2 separate regions of the Sus scrofa genome follow, and region 1 is linked to region 2. The links are chromatin contacts, called in public Hi-C maps. All regions are on one chromosome and are shown on one strand. The core of a region is the stretch at or near the end of the contact, and the rest is flanking DNA. Distances in the headings are between cores, read along the strand shown.

Region 1 (2,800 bases), core at 50-2,549, 260 kb before region 2:
GGATTGCGGAGTAGCTGCCCGGCTTCATGTACTTTGCTAAAGTCTCTGGATCCCACTCTGCCAGGCACAGTGCTTCCTGCTGTTCCTGCAACACGCAGCAGCAGTGGTTTCTGTGCTCAGGTGCGGGCAGCTAGCTACAAACACCACTGGGATGCACACAGACTTAAGGATGGGGTGGAGAGGGTATCAGGGAAGCAGCCTTTCCACCGGGTCTTGAAGGGCGACGGGATTTAACAGGTGATGTAGGCAAAGGTGATTGGGATTGGCTGGAGGTGAAATGCTAGATGGTGAGAGTGGGGCCAACAGTTTGGGGCCACACACAAAAGCCCTGAGATAAATCCAGTGATGGAGCAAATGTTTCTCAGCTTCAAAATGATTTGCTCTGTTAACCTGTTTCCCAGTCACCCAGCTCCCCATTAAATTCCACCACAAGGGGGCACTAGACGAGGCCCAGTCCAGTTGACTTTCTCAACATCACCCAGCCTGGGCTCTTTGCCTCCCCAACAGCCACTGGGTGTTGCTTGAAGTACCACACCCAGCCACGCAGCACCCTCATCAGTGCCCTGGGCCCCAAGGTCCTCCTTCCTTTGTCCCCCTAGTCCCAGGGGTGGAAGTCACTTCCTGTAACTCTGTGTGCACCTCTGTGTCCCCTGTGGCCTTTCTCTTCCTCCCATGCCCGTCTTCACACAATCTCCAATATTAGGTTCCCTCTGTGGCAATACCCATCGTGGCTTCTGTTTTCCTGACTGGACTCTGACACGCCAGCTGAAGGATTTCAGACCAGATCCAGCTGACCGTGGGGCGCCCCTGCATCATTTTCAGTAAGTACATGGCATGCTCAGAACACTATTTTAGGAAGCGGTGTAACATAAGAGGCAATGGCTTTCATTAGGATGGAAGCAGGCAGAGCAGAGGGAGGACAGCTTCAAAGAGAAATCAACGCACAGCCCCTGTGGAAGGGGCCGTGCTCGGCCTGGGGCTTCCCTGTCCCCCCTCCTCACTGCCCGCCTGCCCCGGGCAGCACCGGGGCTGAGGCTCCCCTCTCAGCAGCACGTTGGGATGTGGATCGTGAAGGAGGTGGGAGAGCCACTTGAGCCCAGAGGGAGGCCCACACTGCAGCACCAGCAGCAGGCCACGCTCCACCCTCTCCTGTCCCTTAGCACTGAATCTGGGGCGGGGTGGGGGTGGGGGGGCAGTGGACCGATCTAGCGCTAGAATTTGGTGAACTCTAGCCTGGGCAGTGTTCTGGAGTCTCCTTGCTTGAGAGATGCCTGAGGCTGCCAGTTGGTGTCACTCTATCATCCTGGTGTCAACATCCAGGTGTCTGGCGTCAGTGCCCAGTGCCCGAGAGGAATACGCCCAGGTGAGGGAATGGCACCGCAGACCCTACCTTATTAACCCCCAAGCAGCCAGAACGGACCACCCTTCCTCAAAGGCGTTGCTCCCAGTTCAGCCTAAGAAGGTTCCAAGGAATGGATCTAGCCTGTGGCTCCCACGTCTCTCTCACCCCCTGCCTGTGCTGAGAGTTTTCCAGGGGTTTTCTCCAGGGACTGGTCTACAGGACAAAGAGCAGGGCGAGAGGAAGCTTCTCAGAGAATCTGCACTGACCTAGGGAGGGGAGGTGGGGAGGCTGGGGAACTGGGGGTTAACTCACTGCCAAATGTGGGCAGAGGTGGCTGGATGCCACTCGCCAGGCTGAGGCAGGAGGCACTGCCCCCTCGTCACACCCAGCTGGGCTGCTCTGTCCCAGCCTCCACACACGCCAAGTCACTGCAAGAAACCACACCGCGTGCTAAGGAAAAGGGCACACCTCAGCTTTCCAAACTGGACACCCTCCCCCTGTTCCTGCCGGGGCCACACGGAGCCAGGTCAACAGCAAAGGGGACACTGAAAACCACATGTGGGAGCTCCCACTGTGGCGCAATGGGATCAGCAGTGTCTTGGGAGTGTGGGTTGTGGGATGCGAGTTTGATCCCTGGCGGGAACATTGGGCTAAAGATCTTGCCTTGCCTCAGCGGCGGCTTAGGTCACAGCTGCAGTTTGGATCTTATCCCTGGCCTGGGAGCTCCATATGTTGCAGGACATCCAAAAATGAAAACAAACAAACAAACAAACAAACCCACATGTCAGTGAGGCAGCTGAGGGCTTCTCTGGGTAAGAGAGACCCATGGCGGGCAGAGCCCAGGCACAGAATTCCATGCCAAGACCATCCTGGCTTAGGACAGAGAACTAAGTGACCTTGGGTTCCACAAGAGGGTGGTTATAGTCAAAGTATCGCTCTTTATAGGCCAAATTTGCAGGTGAACAATTTGGGCTTCCTGCTTTATTTTATTTTATTTATTTATTTATTTAGTCTTTTTGCCATTTTCTTTGGCCGCTCCCTTGGCACATGGAGGTTCCCAGGCTAGGGGTCGAATTGGAGCTGTAGACGCCACCAGAGCCACAGCAACGCAGGATCTGAGCCGAGTCTGCGACTTCACCACAGCTCACGGCACCACCGGATCCTTAACCCACTGAGCAAGGGCAGGGATCGAACCCACAACCTCATGGTCCCTAGTCAGATTCGTTAACCACCGAGCCATGACAGGAACTCCTGAGCTTCCTGCTTTGACGCATAACCCCTTTGCCTGAGTCTGGGTCTGGGTCTGGCTCTAGAGATGATCATTTCCATCCTGGCTCTGTTTCCCTGGGCTCATCTGCTCGACTGCTCCAGGTCAAAATTCATTTGAAGGGGCTTTTCTCCCCCATCTTCACTGGCAGGCAGGCCTTCCTCCACCTTCTTCATGCAGTGGGAGGGCAC
Region 2 (2,731 bases), core at 159-2,658:
ATGAGATGAGGGATGATGGCGCTGCCTTTATCCCAACTCTTGAATAAACTTTTTTAAAAAGACCCTTTGTGTTTTGTGTGACTCCCAGCTCTAGTTTTGCCCCCTTCCCCAGAGCACAGAGAGAACAGAAGGGCCACCAATCATGGAGCTGCGTCTCGTAGAGCAGATTCTGATTTCTTTCTGTGAAGGCTGCCCCGAAATTCAAAGACGCATTATTATTTCATCCAATTTAAAAGTCTGCCCGGTGCTGAATGGGCAAGCACCTAATTTCACCTTTGGAGGCAAATGGGAAGCTTTTTGTGCTGAAAGAAAGGAGAGGAGAAAAGAGGATTCTGGAAGATAATTGAATGGAAATCCCTTTAAGGTGCCAGAAAACTGCTCGCACGCATCCATAGGGGATAAAACGAGGTCAAAATATGTTTGTGAAAAGTGTGGGGGGCATGAAAGCCTTAATTATTTCTTTAGGAAGTCGTGTCTTTTAAAGACTTAAACAAAAGCTTTAAGAAGGTAGAAGCTGGGAGAAATTGCCCATGGCTTTAGAAAAGGTGGAGCGGAAAGGAAAGCAATTACTGGGGAACAATAGTATATTATCAGGGGTTATTCTTCCAGACTGGGTCCCCTGCATTGGGTTTGGGATGAGATCTAGTAAAAGATGGCCTGGTGGTGGGCCTTGAAGTGGGAGGGAGAGGGGACAGGGTCAACCTGACTGTCAAGCTGTGAGGGAGATGGGCTTAGTGACCAAGGGGGTGGAGAAATAGTCTTCACCACTTATAGTCCCAGGAAACCGTTGTTGTCTTGGAGCAGAAGGGTGAACCGTTGTGAAAGCTCTCTGGATTTAGACAGATGTGTATTCTCATCTCTAATCCCCCAGTTACTAGCGTTGGGACCTTAGGCATTTTCCTTTAGCCTCATCTTCCTTATTTGTAAAACGGGGACGATCTTCCCTGCCACAGATGGTGGACATGAATTGAGGTCATGCTGAATCCTGGATGTAATAGATGCCCCAGACGTGTCAGCCCCCTGGATGGCTCATCTCTCCTCTGCCTGTCTGACTCTTGGGCAGGCTCCCCACAGCCCTGTAGGTCTCTGCTCATGAATTTACAGTGAGCACCCTTTGTGTGTCCTCTTCGCATGCCTCTAGGCAGCCTGCTGGATAGTTTCAGGGACAGTCACTCTCTTTTCATCCCTTCCTCCAGACCCTGGGCTACCTGTGCTCTGGCTTCTCTGTGGGAGTTTTCTGACTCACAAAGGATTCCGAATTGCCCCCAAGATTAGCAGGGAGTCCTAGCAGGAGTTTGCATTCCTGCCACCTTCTTATTTGCTGAGTCGCAGGATAGTGTTTCCTGCTGGGAAGGAAGGCGGTGCACTGGCTGAAGCAATCCTACTGAGCCTTTGGATTGTAATGCGTCCTCCAGAGCTCCCCCAGGAGTGTTGTGGTTTGCGTATTCATTCCCTTCAGGGATTCAGCCAGCAATGCTAAAGATAACCGGTTTCTCATCAGTTGCTTTTCATGGCAGGAACTGACCTCCAGCAGGGACCTCCCCTTTTCCTCATTGGCGTGACATTCTGAGACCTGGGGTGCAGATGGGGTGTTAGGTTCTAGGCTAACTCAGCTGTGGATTAATAGGCACCCTCAGATCAGTGAGGGTAGGTAGAGTGGAATTGGGGAGCCCCTTTTCAAGCAGCTTAGAGACCTCTGGAAAGATTCCCAAGCTGGTTAAAACATGTACATGGTGGCGGAGTGAGGGCAGAGGGCGTCAAATTTGTGGATGGAAAGATTTCCTGAGGGTTTTCGAGCATGTGATCAGTGCTGCTTTTTAGGAGACCAGTAATTCAGAGACAAGATCCTGTACCTTGTTTGCTGGCTGGGAAGACTTTCTACAGCAGCTGGTGTTGTGGGGATGAGTCTGCCTTGTCTCTCTTTAGAAAGTCAGAGAGAGTCTGTCTTTTTCGGACAAGAATTGGCAAGAGTAGCAACTACCTTCTGCTTTTCCAACTGATCCAATAAAGGAAGATTTGAGGGGTGATTTGACCTTTCAGCTCTTTTGGGGAAGCTACGCATACACATTATCAGAGGTATGAGCACACAACCTGTCCCCATGGAACCCAGGATTCCACAGTAATTAAGTGTTGTGCATCTTGGTGGGGGGAATAAAGGATATTAGTGACAGCTTGATTTTACAATTTTGTCCCCCTCCCCCCTTTTGCTGCCCTGTCTTCGATTCTTTGCCTGATCCTTTCTTCCTAAATTGGTAGAACTTGCTTCCTGAGGCAGATGGGAGCACCATGTTAAAAAAAAACCAAAAAAACAGATTTTTCTAACAACCAGAGCTGTCTCAAAAGTAATGAGCTCTTGCTCTTGGAAGGGTTCAAGCTCAAGGGCACATATTAGAGAGAGCCGAGCTGGGATTTCTGTGTTCTCAGGGGGCTGGGCAAACTAGGTAAGGGTTTCCCAAATCTAGGACTCCTCCAATCACCTTAAGAGCTTGTTGGTATATATGTATCTACTCCTAGACCTCAAAGATTACATGGAATCCAGATCTGTGATGGGAGGACCTGGGCATGTGCACTGGTATGAATTGCCCTCTGTATACCTCCTGAAAAGTATGGTGCTAAATTCCTCTTAATCTAAGATCCTAGTGATGCGAAGTTTTGAACAAGACCACACTTTGGCTAGAGTTCTTCATGAATGCTGCCCCTCTCCCCGAGATGCCCTCAGAGTTTAGAACTT

The links. Hi-C and Micro-C count contacts between places; a contact is called where the count stands out from the background.
Region 1: a Hi-C map of skeletal muscle shows a contact between it and region 2, with 4 times the contacts expected there. The contact joins two enhancer-like sites. A contact is called at or near these places in 1 of 47 Hi-C or Micro-C datasets (skeletal muscle) and 1 of 2 datasets of contacts at active chromatin or transcription factors (skeletal muscle).

The regions. Positions count from the first base shown.
Region 1 is chr7:85,948,765-85,951,564 of Sscrofa11.1, reverse strand. The region is part of intron 2 of RGMA (repulsive guidance molecule A); the gene reads right to left. Among named protein-coding and RNA genes, the nearest start is that of RGMA, 29 kb to the right of the region's middle. Within about 2 kb of position 1,299, at least 16 of the 83 cell types and tissues checked have an H3K27ac peak or open chromatin away from gene starts, as enhancers often do. A contact at or near this core is called in skeletal muscle, where this site is marked.
Region 2 is chr7:85,691,723-85,694,453 of Sscrofa11.1, reverse strand. No RefSeq gene overlaps it. Among named protein-coding and RNA genes, the nearest start is that of RGMA, 230 kb to the left of the region's middle. Within about 2 kb of position 1,408, at least 7 of the 83 cell types and tissues checked have an H3K27ac peak or open chromatin away from gene starts, as enhancers often do. A contact at or near this core is called in skeletal muscle, where this site is marked.